Linked DNA regions of Mus musculus: region 2 is linked to region 1. Evidence: chromatin contacts called from public HiChIP or PLAC-seq data. All regions are on one chromosome and are shown on one strand. Each heading gives the region's core, a stretch centred on a gene start, on an enhancer-like site or on the middle of the called end of the contact. The rest is flanking DNA. Distances are from core to core; before and after follow the strand shown.

Region 1 (7,770 bases), core at 2,943-5,442:
AGTTTTATAAGCAGGGGGAAGCAGGCAGGAACCTGTAAGCTTATCTTGAGTCCTTCCATCATCCAGTCCTCTTACTATTGCCAGTGAAACTCTTTTGTGATAAATACAATGATACATTCATTCTGTTTATTTGGCACAGAGTGGAGCCGGAAAGCCAGGCGACTAGGGGAGCCAGTCTGGAGCAAGAGTGAAATCAAGAAGTGTCCAAACCACAAAAACCTCATCCTGAGACAGGCAGGAGTCAGGACTGTTCTCTCCTTACTCTGGGTCTGCATGGACATAGCGTGTAGTACAATTCCCACCTCTGTCCCACTTGAGGTAGTCGCGTACGTAGCCAGGTGGCCAAATTATAAGTTTGACTTCCTCTATTCCTATAAGGACATGCCCAGCAAGAACCTTGGAATTCCTCTTCCTGCAAAATGAAGCATTCCCAACAACCAATAACGTCCTGAAATTATCCTGAAAGCCCCCTACCCACTTCCCAAGATTTAAATATTGTTACCCCTAATAAAGGGGAGCTGTTTTACTGAGTCTCAGAGAAGGCTGTTTCTCTCCAGATAAGCTTCAAGACCTTTGCGCAAAGATGCCTGAATACCCTGAGGGCAGAAGCAGAACCTGCGAGCAGCAAGCCAAGCTAAGTGCACTAGGAAACTAAAGGGCTGAGACATAAACTAGAACGGTTATTTAATGTTATTTAATGACAATGATTTAAGCGGCAATGCAATTCTGCACTTGATTAGTGTTCTCAGACAACTCGGGAAAGAGTTCTCTTTTCTAATCACCTGAGACTTTATTTAAAGCCTCAAGCTATAAAAACCCTTGCAGGAAACACAGAGGGAAAATGTTATGCCACTGGATTTGGTGATGACTTTCTGGATGTGACAAAAGAACACAGGCACCAAAGCCAAGTTACATAAATGAGGGTACATAAAATTCAATCTGTTTGTCTGTCAGAGAACAAAATCAACAGCTAAAAGGTAAAGCAAGTAACGAGGGGAGTGTGCCCCTATGTTCCCAAACTCAGAGCCGGCCGTGGCGGCACATGACCTTAATACCAGAAAGGCAGAGGCAAACTGGACAGCAAAAACAGGAATACTTGATTGGAATGTGTGCAAAGGAGTGAGATAAACATTTCTGTTAAAATGATGTATAAGTGACCGATCAACATATAAAAAGATGCCGAGCAATACTAATCATCAGAGGAATTTGAATGAGGTACTATGGCACATCCATTAAGATGGTTGCTATAATAAACAACTCAGAAATAATAAGTAACCAGTACTGGGGGGTAGGGGATGTTGTTGAGTGCTCATATATTGTTGGTGGGGTTGTATAATGATGCTGCATGCCCCTCTGTAACCTAAACATAACCAAGAGGTCTACGATAGTATTTTGATCTGTGTGTCTTAACCACATTTTTGTTTTTGAAAGCAAAATATCTTGCCTATAACTATTCAACTAACAGTTGAATTCATTCATGCAGCATCGACTAAAGTAAGCCATTGTACTCCAGGTCTGGAAAGGCACAGTGAATACGACATAGCCAGTGCCTCAGAACTGGAAAAAAACAGATGCATCAGTAATTATGATTTTTTTTTTAAACAATGCTGGATTTGGAAAAAGGTCTGTCTCCTTTTGAAAATACCTTTTTACGCCAGGCAGTGGTGGTGAATGCCTTTAATCCCAGCACTCAGGAGGCAGAGGCAGGCGGATTTCTGAGTTCGAGGCCAGCCTGGTCTACAGAGTGAGTTCCAGGACAGCCAGGGCTACACAGAATAACCCTGTCTAGAAAAAACAAAAACAAAAACAAAAGAAAGAATGCCGGGCGGACATAGCCTGTATGTAATTCTAGAATTCAGAAGACAGACCCAGGGGACACCTGGAACAAGAGGCTTGCTAGAGTAGCCATATCCAATCAAAAGACCCTTCTTTAAGAAATAAGGTGAAGAACAATCAAGAAACACTTCTAAATATTAGCCTTGGGCCTTCATAGAACCCCTGCGACACATGCACACCATATACACAGACATATGTAATTTAAAAGTTAAACAAAAATACTAGCATAGGCATCACATTTTCTTCCGACTTCCCACAGGATATACTACTACACAATGTGCATCATATACTATATTAAATAGTATATCAAATCATGATATTTCACCTTATTTCCTACTTATGACATATATAACAACCCTAAGACCAAGTACTTTCTCACTTTTTTCCTTTATCTCTGGCACCTAAAAGAGCAATGTGCCGCTGTGTTCAACACATAGATATAGAGCTGAGCTGAAGAGAAGTTACCAGCCAGCCGCAGTGATACTTTCCCGAAATCCTATACTCAGGAGGATTACGAGTTCAAGGCCAGCCTGGACTAGGGAGTGTTGTTAGGCCCACCTAGGCTACATATTATGCCCGTGTCTCAAAATAAGGAAATAAAGAAACAGAGAAATAGCGGCTACTAACCTCTTCACCATTTTTCTTCTTTCCCAAAGCATACTGTTTGGTTGCTTCAATAAACCGTACAGGAATATTATACACTCGCTTGTTAAAGAACGCAACTAGGGTGTACGGCTGCTTGGAATCATGGCCAGAGCTCTTCCGAATAAGAAACGATCCATCCTGTTTAGGCAGAATGATAGTATTAGTTATAGTTCCTTAAGCTAGATTCAGTTTGTGAAGAGTATTTTATCACTTTCAGATAGTATTTAGCTCCATGGTTTTGTTCTTGATTAGAATTTGTTGTATTATTTTCCATGAATAATACTGTTTATTAAAACGGATACTCAGACAAACTTGAGTGAAGCCAGTACTAGCATGTAATGTGCCGACTGAGGCATTGTGCTTGCTGGGATTTAGAAACATAAAAGGACACGGTAAGATCACTGACGAGAGTCTTTCGAGTTAGAGCCCATGTTTATAAGTTCCTTAAGTAAAAATCTAGACAGTAGGAAGGCAGAGGCTGGAAATTCAAGCTTTTAGCTTAAGAAAACGTTCCCCTCAATAGATTTATTTTAAGGTAGAAAAACTATTTAAAAAATTCAACGTGTATTAAATATTTTATTAAAATAGCTTAGAATCATACATTTAAAAAATTATAGCAAAACATGACCTAAAAGATAGGAAGAAGAAATGCAAAACTGGTGTTCAGCCTTAGGAAGGAATTTGAAAAGACAAAAAAGACCTATTATTTATTCCTCAGAAACAAAGGAATAAAATTTACGAGGTTTCCATAGACTAAGTAAGGTCTAATAGATTTCATGTGTGACCCAAAGTAAGCCAACGGAGACAGCCACAGCGTTTAAAAATGGACTGCAGTGTCGTGGGCCAGACTGTGATGACCACCCAAGAGTCACAGAGGCCTGAGGACAACAACTCTGAAAACCTTGCGGCTGACTGTCCTGGCTCCAAAGGCGGCGGACGGAGTCAACCAAGGCTCACCGTAACAGTGACAGCAAAGCTGGAACCTCACCGACCTCTGGGAAGCCCTGACCATTTAAGCACAAGCCCGATAGCCCTTCCCTGGGGGACTAGCTAAGGAGGTCGACAGGGGTTGGTTCAAAACACAAGCCTCTAGGATTGTGAGTCATAAGAAAGTAAGGATGTGATTGGCCCATTCAAACAGGTTGTTATTGCTCCAAAACACACCCTCTCCCCAACCCAGTCTCTCTCTAGGGCCACCTTTCCTGCACTGGGCCCCATACAAGGGAGATCTACTTTTTCCCTAACCAGAATGAGCTGGACAAGAAAGAAGCAAAAACCGAGGAAAACTTTAACTTGTTGGAGGCAGCCTTAGAAGGCCTTCTGATCTACCGACGATTTCCGTCTAGGCAGAGCAAAAAACCCTCAGCAGCTGATTGGTGACATTTTCCCAGGGATTTGAGGGTTTTTTGTTTGCTTGTTTTTGTTTTGTTTTTTAAATGGGAGAACAGAGGAAGTGAAAAGGAAACTTTAATCTTCCACTGTCCCATCTGTCCCCAGTGTTGAGCTCTCAAAAAAATGTTTCTAGGTCTATCTTCTGCCTTTATCTATATCCTAAGTCCCGTGAGTTGGTTCAAAATAGCCTGTCCTCTCTTCCCTTGCTCCTCAGAGCCTGGGCTCCGGCTGCATCAGGTCTCCCCAGACCTCCCTGCCTCCTACTTCTCTCTATTGTTTGAGGGTAGTGGGCCCCCTGGAGCCTTGAATTGAAAGACAAACAGGAAGGAGATGAAAGAACAAAGCAGCAGGTGCTCTGAAGGCCAAGTACCCGGAACTTGCCCCTGCCCCTAACCCATGCAACTACTAGTTGGCTTAAGTTTTTAGGTGTCCCAACCTTGTTGGATCTGTGCAAGGCCTCTTCAGCAGACTTGCGGTCACAGGCGCCAGCATACCAGGGCTTACCGAGCAGTTCAGCCTCCTGGGAGACAGAAGCATTGTGAAACAGGAGATGGTTCTCAAAGGAAATGAAAATTTAACCTATGTGCTTAAGTGGCCCATTTTGCAAAACCAAAGACGGGAACAATAATCAACATCTTTACCAGTAATGTCAAAATGAGTTTGTTTCGCGCTTCCTTTGAACAACCACAGAGATTATGTGGCTAGCTAGCTCATTCCCATTTGGCCTTAAGCTGTAAATTTAGTCTTAAAACATAAATGGACCTCACTAGATTCCTGAAGCATTTTTCTCCTGAATGAATTATTTACTCTTTTTTTTATTGTGCTAATATTCTCTTTAAAATTTTTTATTTATTTTTATTTTATGTGTATTGGTGTTTTGCCTGCATGTATGTATCAGTGTGGTTGTTTGATCCTGGAGTTACAGTTGTAAGCTGCCATGTAGGTGCTGGGAATTGAACCTGGGTCCTCTAGAAGCGCAGTCAGTGCCCTTAACTGCCGAGCCATCTTCCCAACCGTGTTTTTATTTATTCTTGATGCTTCATAGAGTGCTTCATCATGTCAGTGTGTGTGTGTTTATATGTGCATGGGAGTGGGTGCACCCGTGCACACAAGCACATGTGCAAGTGTGCCACATATCATCACTAGATGCTGCTTCCTCGGGCGCTGTCCTCCTTGCGTTTGAATGAGCATCACTCACTGGGATGGAGCTCAAGGACTAAGCTAGGCTGGCTGCCAGCCCACCCTGGGGATCTCCTGTTTCTGTCTCTCCCGGCTGGGATTAGAAGTACACAGATAGCATCTCACTCCTTTTTTTATTTCATTTTCTTCTATTCTATTTTTTGGGGGGTGGAAATCGGATTCAAATCCTCAATGCAACTTGTTCACGTGTCACCTTCAAGGGCACACAGTGTCCTTTCTGTCTCTTTATGCTGTTCCGTTTGATAGAGGCTTTAACATCCTAAGCCTCCACAGGTCTATTCTGAGGAAATTATAAAGTTTAAATAAATGTGAGAGGACTAACAACAAAAACAACACATTCCCTCATTGTTTTAAAGAAACACTGTTATTTGGGGCGCCTGGAATAGAAACAAGAATAAATGGGGCGAGGTCTCTCTTAGTCACTGAAACAAACAAACAAACAAACAAACAAACACAACAAAACAAAAAAACACAGGACATTCTGCATCCATCGGACCAACTCAGTTAAAATCCAGACTCCATCCTGAGCCATACTCCAAGCTGTCTTCTCAGAAGACATGCCCTTTCCTGAAATCCACTGGAAATAATCCACCGATGTCAAGCTCATGCCCTACCTGGTCTGCAAACGTCGAATTAAATGGGAAGCTGTGGAACGGTCCATCTGCAGCTGGGCTCCCCGCTTCTGGGAACCCTGGAAGAGATTTGAAAACTCCATGAATCTTCAGTCGTTTCTGTGCAGGTACAGTGCCTCACTACTGCAGGAGCTCTCAGGGCCACACACAGAGCTGAAAACTCCTCAGGACTGCTCAGAGCGGGGCTTCAGGACCCCTTTAAATCCTCAAGATCCTTCCAGATGTTTGAGAGGTCTTTGTTGTTGGCAAATCTCATCTTTGAAAAGCCTAAGTTTTCCTCACCTATTGCAACAAGCATAGCAATAGACTGTTGGCTCCAGAATTTAAAAATTCTGCCAAGGTGGACCTGGCAATGCAGTCTGTAATATTAGTTACTAGGAAACTGAGGCAGGGGGAGCCCAAGTTCAAGGCCAGCCTGGGCTACACAGTGAGACCCTGTCTTAGGAGTAAGTAAAATTTGTAAAATGTAATCCAGTGCCGCTCTATAGACACACACACAAGCACACACATGTTATATTTAGTTTGGAATAGTTTTCATAAAAATATTTATGTTAGTGTCTAATGAGTCCAATGTAATTTTCAAATGGGTTATTTAATAGTTTTATTTTTTAAGCTTTAATAATGAGAAGCAGTCTCTTCGTGCTCCATTGTGAGACTTATCCAACGCATAAAACAAGGAAGTAGTCAATCCACATATCCATGGCTCTAACTTACAGCTTTGAAAATGACCTATTTGCTAACTTTGTTATATTTTTGTCATTAAATTAATTAATTATTTTTATTTTATTATGCAGGGTAATTTTCACGAACACATATAAAGGATTTTGACATGTCTCCTCCATTTCCTTTCACTGACAGCTTTAGTTTGTAACGTATTTATTATTAATAAAAGAAATGTTTAAACAAAAGGTATTTTTGACTCACCAGGGAATTTTAAAAGTATTGAAAGTGGTTTCAAAGGGAAAATGTTTGAGAATCCTTGCATTAAAGCAAAAACTCCCTCAAGTTTACAGTCTGACTAATAGAAACACAAGAAATAGAGAAAACACTGTTTCTCTCTGTCGTCTCTCTGCCTGATGTGGATCTAGTCATTGGGATATATATATGAGACAACAAAATGTTTTGCCTTCCTGGGAGTTGACTTTTAAAGGGCTGAGCAATCAAGGCATAAGCGACTTTACCCACATAGCATCAAGTGTCTTGGAGTAGGAGCTGTTGCCTTGTTGGAGTGTGTATGGCCTCGTTGGGGTGTGTGTGGCTTTGTTGAAGGAAGTGTGTTTGTAAGGTCATGTTTATCTTGAGAAAATTATACAGTTAATTAACATGTTCTCATTTTAGGGCTTATTTTATAGACATATGTAAAGGTCATTAAAACACATTTCAGATTTATATAAAATACCTATCGCCGATTGAGAATCTTCTAGATGCCAAGCACTGTTCTGGTTATTTTAATCTGAGTTTTGAAAATAGCTGTACTGTATTTTTTTTTTAATGATGCTGACTGATAAGTAAATATTCAACCAATACTAAAGATAGAAAATATCTACCTTTCAAAACAACTCTATGAAATATTTTTCCCCCCATTTTACAGTCAAGGAAGCAAATAAAACAGTGGCACAGTGGAAGTGACAGCTTCATTTGCTCCCAGGCCTGGCCCTACCTTCCACCTATGATTGGCCGTCATGATCTTGTACTTACTTGGCAAGGGTACAGGCTTTTGATGGACAGGTCTGAAAGGAAGAAATGCAGGTTACATGAAAGGTAGAACACAATACAGAATCAGGAGAAGCTGCACCAAAGGATAATTAGATCTAAAGATGGGAGGGACAATAAACCTTTTAGAGAACCAAGATTTTTCCCTTTAGCTTTGAAAAAGGAGGAGTCTTGACTGTAGTACATGCGTTAGATGAAACCCGTAGCCTGAAGTATGGGTCTCTGAGACTCTACAGTCTCGTAAGTTGCTTAATAGCTTTCCAGATTTAATTAAGAAGCAATGAAACACCGATTCCCTGTGCGAGTTTGCATGACAACAAATTCCCATGGCAACAAGAAGAAACTTGTTCTT
Region 2 (7,770 bases), core at 1,798-4,297, 41 kb before region 1:
CTCTTCTCCACCTTGCTGAGGTTTCCTGAAATTTATTTTTAATCTCAATCCCAGCTGTTTTTGTCTGTTTTAATATAATAGACATGTTCACCTCTGTGACTCATAAATAGATGTTCAAGGGAATTTCTCCTGAAAAGATGCAAAATAATGAGTTTTGAAGATAACATTGAGAGCTCTTTGCTAAGAATGGAACGTCTTCTCATCCCTGAGCCATGATGATAAAGGGTGAAGTGAATGGATTTGGCTACTAAAGAGAGGAAGAAAAGAAAAAAAGGAAAGGAAAACATTGGGGAAAATATCACTTGAAGCTCAGCTACCATTTTATAGCTTGCCATTAGTGACCAGCCCATAATAGCCTTGATCAAGGTGTATGGCCATTTTATGTTAGATCATCCACATTCTTTATGTCTAATTTGTCCACATTCAGATGCATTGGATTATATTTTGGGGGCAGGGTGCATGGAGTTGAGTTGAAAGATCAACAAAAGAGATAAAAATCATAGGAGACTCTTGCTCTTTAATTTAAAAATCTTGCGGGGCAGTGGTGGCACATATCTTTAATCCCTCTACACAGGAGGTAGCACCAGGTGGATCAGTTTGAGGCCAGCCTGATCTACAGAGAGAGTTCAAGGACAGCCAGGGTTATTTAGAGAGACCCTGTCTTGAAAACAAACAAAAAATAAGCAAACATCTGGTTTTTCATTATAATTGAAGTACTTACGGTATACCAAGCTATACTTACTTTTCTGTGAACTTATATATAAGAGAGCTGCCACATTATGATATGATGTCATATGATTCAGAGGACAGAATGCTTAAAGTAAAATGCATTATATCTATTTATTTTGTTATTATTTTACATTAACCCACTTTATGATACAATGACCATGAGGACAGAATGCCTAAAGCGAAATGCATTATATCCATTTATTTTCATTATTTTATATTAACCCCCTTTATGATACAATGACCATGAATTAATAATACATTTAAACAAAGGATTTGTAAGCAAGAAGGAAACTTTGCGACTGTCACCACCAGGTTTAGTATGAGAAGATAAGAGGTTATTGTCCACTGCGAGTAAATTGCAGGTTCATCTTCAGAGCAGCCTATCTCTGAAAGCATTAATATGGTTATCCTATTCCCATGAACTATCTTTAAGTTTGGAACGTTCTAAAATCTTTTTATTTTTTGAGCTATTACCCAGCGTTTGTTCATTTGCAGTTTTAGAGTCTATCTCCTCTTCCTTTCTGTTTCACTCCTTTTGTTATTAACTTCAGTGTTCAGAACTTTAAAAGAGCAAAGAGTAAGAGTTTGATAAAAATGAAAAAACTGGACAAGGAAAAGAGAGAGAGTTCACCAACATTCTAGCTTATTTAGCATGCAATGAAAACTTTGAGTCTTCTAGAATTAAACACAGGTTTTCAAGGTGAACATAGATGCAAAAATAAAGTTTTATGAGAATACTACAGAACATGATGATGCATCATTTTTGTCATGTAAATTATAAAAGCTATAACAAAACTAACTACTCACAGTCCAAAACAACTTTTTTTTTTCCTATTAAAAAACAAACAGGCTTTTCTCCACTTCTCTCCTCAGCAATGTGTGTCCTCTTTTCTGGAACAATGAAAATATTGTGTTAAGGAGAAAATCTACCAGCACTCAGGAAACAGAGGCAGGCAGAGCTTTGTAAGCTGGAGGCCAGCCTGGTCTACAAATTGAGTTCCAGGACAGCCAGGGCTCTGTTACACTGTCTCAGGGCCTGTTACCCTGCCCCCCCCCAAAGAAAATCTATTTTGCAAACATCATTATAGATTATAAATATGCCCTTTTGATATTAATAGATTTCACCTTCACTTTTATAGTTATGTTTGTACTTCTTGTGTGAATTTCAGCTTGCCGCTTCTAGGAGGACTGTTGTACAAACCACCCAAAACTAAGGGTTCTCCGTGTGTGTTTTATTCCTTTCTTTTTCTTTTTCTTTTTCTTTTTCTTTTTTTTAATTTAAAGGGTAAAGTCCGTGTGGCACAGGTCAATGCGTTCAAAAGCATATCCTAAGAAAGTGGAAAATTCTTAACAGTTTTAAAATTGGTTTTAAGAAAAATTTGTGCGTGTCAGGAGTTATTTGGGTTACCCCTTGCCCCCACGCATCCCCCCCCCCAAAAAAAAAAACTACGGCCCACAGTTGAAGCCAAAATTCTCAGATTCGATCTTTTATATTTTGCTATATCCCTCCGCCTCGAGTTTTTGACGGCGGCAGTTTCCACAGTGCTTCCACGTGTGTTTTTTGTCCTTTTTTTCTTTTAAGGGAGGTAATTATTTACCAAGTGAGATTAGTAGGCTTCTGAAACGTTCTGAAAGAGAGGAGCCACATTTGGACTTTGTACGACTCTTGTGTGGGGTGGGGAAGGATTCTTTTCTTGGGGGCAAGGATTCCATTTTTGAGTCTGTGAGGGGCGTGCGAGGGTTTTCCTTCGCTGAGAGGACTTCCTTCGCTCAGACGAGTCCTCCGTGCCGTGGGAGGAGGTCGTGTCGCGGCGGGAGAGAAGAGTGTCCCTCACAGGTAGCCTGTGCGTGGGGCTGCTCTGGAGCTCAGGGTTGGCTCCCTTGTGGGCCAGAGCTTTGGGTAGCAGCTTCGTCCAACCACTGGGACGTCAAAGGGATACCACAACTCGCGTGATCCGAGTAAGTACAGGGAACACGCCATTTGCTAAGATGGGGGCTGCCTAAAACCTCTGGGTTGAGGCCATTTCCTGTCAACCAAGGCTTGCCAAGCACACCAGTTCCTGCTTCTGGTGTCTACTTGGGAAAGGACGGTAGCCATTTTCCCCGTTCTTCCCCCCGCAGTAGGATCCCCGCGGCTGGTGAGTAGACGGGGGGCGGTGAGGCGGGACGCAGGGAGGCGCCGTATGACGAGGTCAGCCGTGGACTCAGCGCCATGGCCTACTCTCGGGAGGCTGAGGCGGGGGCCCTTCCGGCCGCCGTTCCCTTCCGCTCGCCTCAGGTGCAGCGCGGATCCCTCCGCCGCAGCGTGCGCTGCCGGCAGCGCGGCGCTCGGCTTTCCGGCAGTACCCGGATGGAGGGGTAATGGCCGCCATCTGGGACTCGCAGGCAATGGGGACCACGGCAGGTATTCCCTGTGTGCGGAGCCGCCAAGACCAGTTAGGATGTCGGGACGCACAGAGAGACGGCAAGGGGCCAAGGGCGAAATCGTGGGGTGCTAGGGTTCCCCCCAAATGGTCTTGGGGGGGATCCGCCTCTTGCGCTAGGAAGCTCATGTTAAATAGTCCCGTCCATTCAGCGCTTCCGGCCAACTTGCCGCAAAGTTTTCTAGAGAAGTCCTTGGTTTCTAACCCGGGGCTCTTGCTAGCTCTTAGGGCTGGTCATTGTCGTCTCGGCTTGGGCTGGTTGTAAGTTTGTCCCTAAGAACTCCCCCACGGTCTCAGAGCCTAGGACTTGGGCGCGCGCGCACGGCGCGGCGACAGTGTACATCCGCGCGCCCGAGGGGCAGCGGAACTCCGGGGAAAGGGGCGGATCGGGCGCGGCGTTTTGGGGGCGATGCGGGGGCGTTTGGCGCGCGAAGCCATCGCTCGTCGGGTTCCGCGCCCGGTGGAGACGGGCTGGGCAGCCCTCAGTCCGCACCCCTCGAGCTGTAGGTTCGCGGGCCCGCCTCGACGGCATCCCTACTATGGGCCCAGTCTATGGCTATTGGGGGTTCTTCCTTGCAGAGACTCCCCGCTCTCTTGGCGCACGCACTGCGCGCCCTCAGAGTTGGGCAAGAAAGTGGTCCTCTTGTAGACTGCCCCCACCACCACCACACCCAGTGGCATATGGATTTCTTTGTCACGGGCTTTTTTTTTTTTTTTCCCCACTTGTAGGGTCCATCTTGAATCTGTTCTTAACATGGTGTCCTCTTTGTTAAGTGGGTAGTATCTTGAGTTAGATGGCTTTGGTAACTCAAAAGTATTGGGTCTGAATGCATAGATGATGTGATTTAACTCTTATCTAGACCAATGGAACAGATGCAACTTCAAAGTTTAGAAAACAAAAGTTAAGGGTCAGTTTTCGCTTCAGGTTTAAATTTGGGTTATTTTAGTTTTTGTAAATTATTTTTTTCAAAAGTCTTGAAAATGGGGAAAGGGGTCAGTTTTTGAGGAATTCATGAGAATGTTGAACTGTCTGTGATTATCTCAGGGATGTAATGTAAAAACAACTCACAGCGTGGTTAATTTGAAAGTCTGGTTTTCTTAAGGCACATTTTACTAATAATAATTGAATTGCTTTTTTTCCCAGCAAAACAGGTCTGATTTGAGTGTGCTCTAAAGTTTGTATGGTCAGAATGAATAGAGAGACTTGCTGAAATTCCCTAACATTTTTAAAGTTATAGCTGCAGATCTGTTAATTATCCTTCAACAAAGCTGTATTTTTCTTTAGAAAGTCAAAAGGGGCAATTCGTACTAGCACTTGAGGGGTGTTGGCTTTCTATGGCGTAGGTAAGCATAGTAGACCTTACTCTTTTCTGTTTTTTTTTCCAAATTATGATTACCAATTCAAACATTATATGTCAGATGTCTGAACAGATAAAAGGATAGCAACTCCAGCGACTGTGTCTTTGTGAGCTCATAGCAAATAAACTTAAATACTGGAGGGTTTTATCATAACCACCTTCACATTTTATGATATTTTTTCTGGAAGTAGTATAGTGTGGTTCCAAAAGCTGCTGTATTTTGAAATATTTTAAATGAGAAACTTTCTATCTAAATATAGTTTGAGTGAAAAAACCCACAAAACCTTACAATGCCCTTTTAATGTACTTTTATTGCAAGTGTTGGGGCTTACTCTCATTGAAGCATTGTGTGTGCCCTGTAGAGAACACTTAATCTGACCAGTCTAACTACTTTTCTGGTTTTCCTTTAAGTTCAAGATTTTAATCTTGCATTTCTTCAGGTGCTCTATTTAAAAGGGTTTTGTCAATTAGAGAAAAGGGTTCTTAGAAAATTTGAAATGTTTATCTGTTGTCTGCCCTCATGTATAGTCTATTAATTCTATAGGCTTCACATCATAGGCAGTTCTCATGGGATGTTGATACCAGCCTTGAGCATTACTGTTGTCAGTAGGCTTTTGTAGTGGGCAGATAAGTGGTTCAGAATCAGGTGCAATACTAATTCTGCTTTTGCAATTTGGATAGGGCAAAACGAGTTTTCCTTTTATTGTATTAAATGATGCTATTGTATTAGATTCTTGGAGATGTGACTTTTGTATTACATGAGTTATATCACTGGGTATCAATTGTATGCTTATGCCCCAAGTACAGAGGAACTTAAAAACTAATATTCCTTACTTAAATATGAACTGTAAATGACCAGGATAAAAGCATTTTGTTTTTGCTGTCAAAATTCTTAAATCTTCATTTTCATTTCCAGATACCATCTCTTGATCACTGTACCTGATTGTGGGTGGCATTGTCCAGGCATTAAGTTGTGTGCCTTTGTTCCTGGGAGAAAGGTAGGGATTGGAGCACTTGAGTAGATAGATTTATTACGTAGTAAGTTCGCGTCTTAATATTGGATTAAATAGACTGAATGGTTACCTATCTCTTAATTTTCAAAGTTACTTTAGAGTTTTATTTATTGGCCAAAATAAAAGGAATTTCTCCGGAAGTTTTTATTTTAATGTAAGTAAAAAACTAATTTTGGGTTTCATATTTGTTGAATGTTTTATCAGAGCTCAAAGATGATTTTAATATGTCATGCTAAATCTAGAGATAGCATTAAGGGCTTCTGGATAATGATCAATAAAGACAAATATGGTAGAAACAGGTTTCAAAGCTCTATAAATGGCTAGAGTCTGTGCCTTAATTTGGCAAGTGCTAGTCAGTGCACCTAAAGAAAAACAATATATTTGATTTACATTATGATTAATGCTTATCTACTTGAAGTTAGAAAAGGAACTGGAGAATCTCTAGAGAATTAAGACTGGTAGCCGGGCGTGGTGGCGCACGCCTTTAGTCCCAGCACTCGGGAGGCAGAGGCAGGCGGATTTCTGAGTTCGAGGCCAACCTGGTCTACAAAGTGAGCTCCAGGACAGCCAGGGCTATACAGAGAAACCTTGTCTTGAAAAAACAAAAAAACAACAACAACAAAAAAAGAATTAAGACTGGAGAAGTGTCCTGGAGAAGTATCTGAATGTCTTGATGTGGACAAAAAGAGTGGCAAAAATCCAACAGATCCATGGTAATATACGGAGAGCTATTAAAATGGATTGGAAAATATTGTGTGCCCTTATTCAAAAACACGGTTTAATCTACTCTCAACACAAATATGTCTGTCACTTGTTTGTGTTACTTAGGTCTTGGAATCTTTAAAATGGGTGCCATGATATTTTATACTGCTCATTTCTAAATGCATTAAGCATATACTAAAATACTTGGCAGTCATAACCGTGTTCTTCCATGAACTTTACCAATAGATTACGTTCTTTTCAGGGTCTCTTTTTTCACAAAGGCATAAATTTTTATTTATTTAGAAATTAATGTCTGATGACTATATTGAATAGAACAAAGTTCAAGCCGGGCGGTGGTGGTGCACGCCTTTAATCCCAGCACTTGGGAGGCAGAGGCAGGCGGATTTCTGAGTTTGAGGCCAGCCTGGTCTACAAAGTGAGTTCCAGGACACCCAGGGCTACACAGAGAAATCCTGTCTCGAAAAATCAAAAAACCTAAAACAAAAACCAAAAAAAAAAAAAAAAAACCAAAAAAAAACCAAAGTTCAGAACTGGGTTATCATTGATGTTCCTTCCTTGAGTAACTCCTTTTTATAAAACATGTTTGATATCTTGCTAGATTTGCATAGTACTTTGTTCCTTCATAAAATAATGATGAATACAGAGAATTTTCAAAACCGTATTTGATATGTTCCTGCGTAGAAAGAATCATGACTAGTGAAAGTAAATAAGAAATTATAGCACAATTACTAAACTAACTTAGATGATTACATTTTGCAGAATTGATGCTAAGATTAGTATTGCCATATGAGTGTTAGGAAAATAGACTATATTTGAGTTTGAAAGCTTAGGCTTCACAGGGGTCTCATTTCAAGACGTAATAATAGGTAAAAATAAGTGTTAGCTCTATAGACATTTATTAATGCTGTTTTGTTGATTTTACACATAAAGTATACCTAAATGGTATGCAGTTATCTAGTGTGGTAAAGGCCTTTATTGTGTCTACTTTGAAAACTTAAAACAAACAAACAAAAGGTCATTGAGCTAGGGCTATATCTCTGTAGTAGTGTGTTTGCCTAGTCTCTAAAGTCAAATTCCGGGTCCCCAATAAACAAATAGTCATAATTAACTTAGAATGATAGTCTGTTTCCTAAATATTACTGATTTTTCTTACTTTACCCTTTTTGAGAAATCCCTTAGTAACAGACAAATACTATACTTGTCTTAGAGATACAGCCAGTTCAAAAGTGATATTGATATTAAAAAATAAGTGTTATTTTGTTTAGGTAACAAAATAGATACACAAGGTAAGAAATGAAATTTAAGTAAATATTTGCTCACTTACATCTCTTGGAGAGCATGCTGGGACATGTCTTTAATCCCATACTTAGGAGGCAGAGTCAGAAGGCTCTGAGCTCCAGGCCAGCCTGGTTTATATAGTGTGTTCCAGGTAGCCAGGGCCACACGGTAAGCCTCTGTCTCCAACAAAAGAAAAGGAAAAGAAAAAAGAAATTCATCTGGAGCTGAGTACTAAGAAAGACATAA

What was found. HiChIP or PLAC-seq counts read pairs in DNA pulled down with a chosen protein or histone mark.
Region 2: a contact with region 1 is called in an RNA polymerase II HiChIP or PLAC-seq map of embryonic stem cells, with 29 read pairs. The contact joins the promoter of Zfp518a here to the enhancer-like site in region 1. A contact is called at or near these places in 3 of 484 Hi-C or Micro-C datasets (centroblasts and embryonic stem cells), 7 of 115 datasets of contacts at active chromatin or transcription factors (bone marrow-derived macrophages, embryonic fibroblasts, embryonic stem cells and 1 more) and 2 of 9 other capture datasets (liver and pancreatic islet).

What each region holds. Positions count from the first base shown.
Region 1 is chr19:40,931,964-40,939,733 of GRCm38.p6, forward strand. Blnk (B cell linker) reads right to left here. Exons shown (of 17, transcript NM_008528.5): 13 at 7,404-7,435; 14 at 5,688-5,764; 15 at 4,310-4,393; 16 at 2,464-2,619. Among named protein-coding and RNA genes, the nearest start is that of Zfp518a, 41 kb to the left of the region's middle. Within about 2 kb of position 4,193, at least 36 of the 459 cell types and tissues checked have an H3K27ac peak or open chromatin away from gene starts, as enhancers often do. A contact at or near this core is called in embryonic stem cells and epiblast stem cells, where this site is marked.
Region 2 is chr19:40,891,658-40,899,427 of GRCm38.p6, forward strand. Zfp518a (zinc finger protein 518A) reads left to right here and starts at 3,048. Exons shown (of 5, transcript NM_028319.1): 1 at 3,048-3,133; 2 at 5,427-5,508. Mir8092 (microRNA 8092) reads left to right here and starts at 3,046; the gene lies at 3,046-3,132.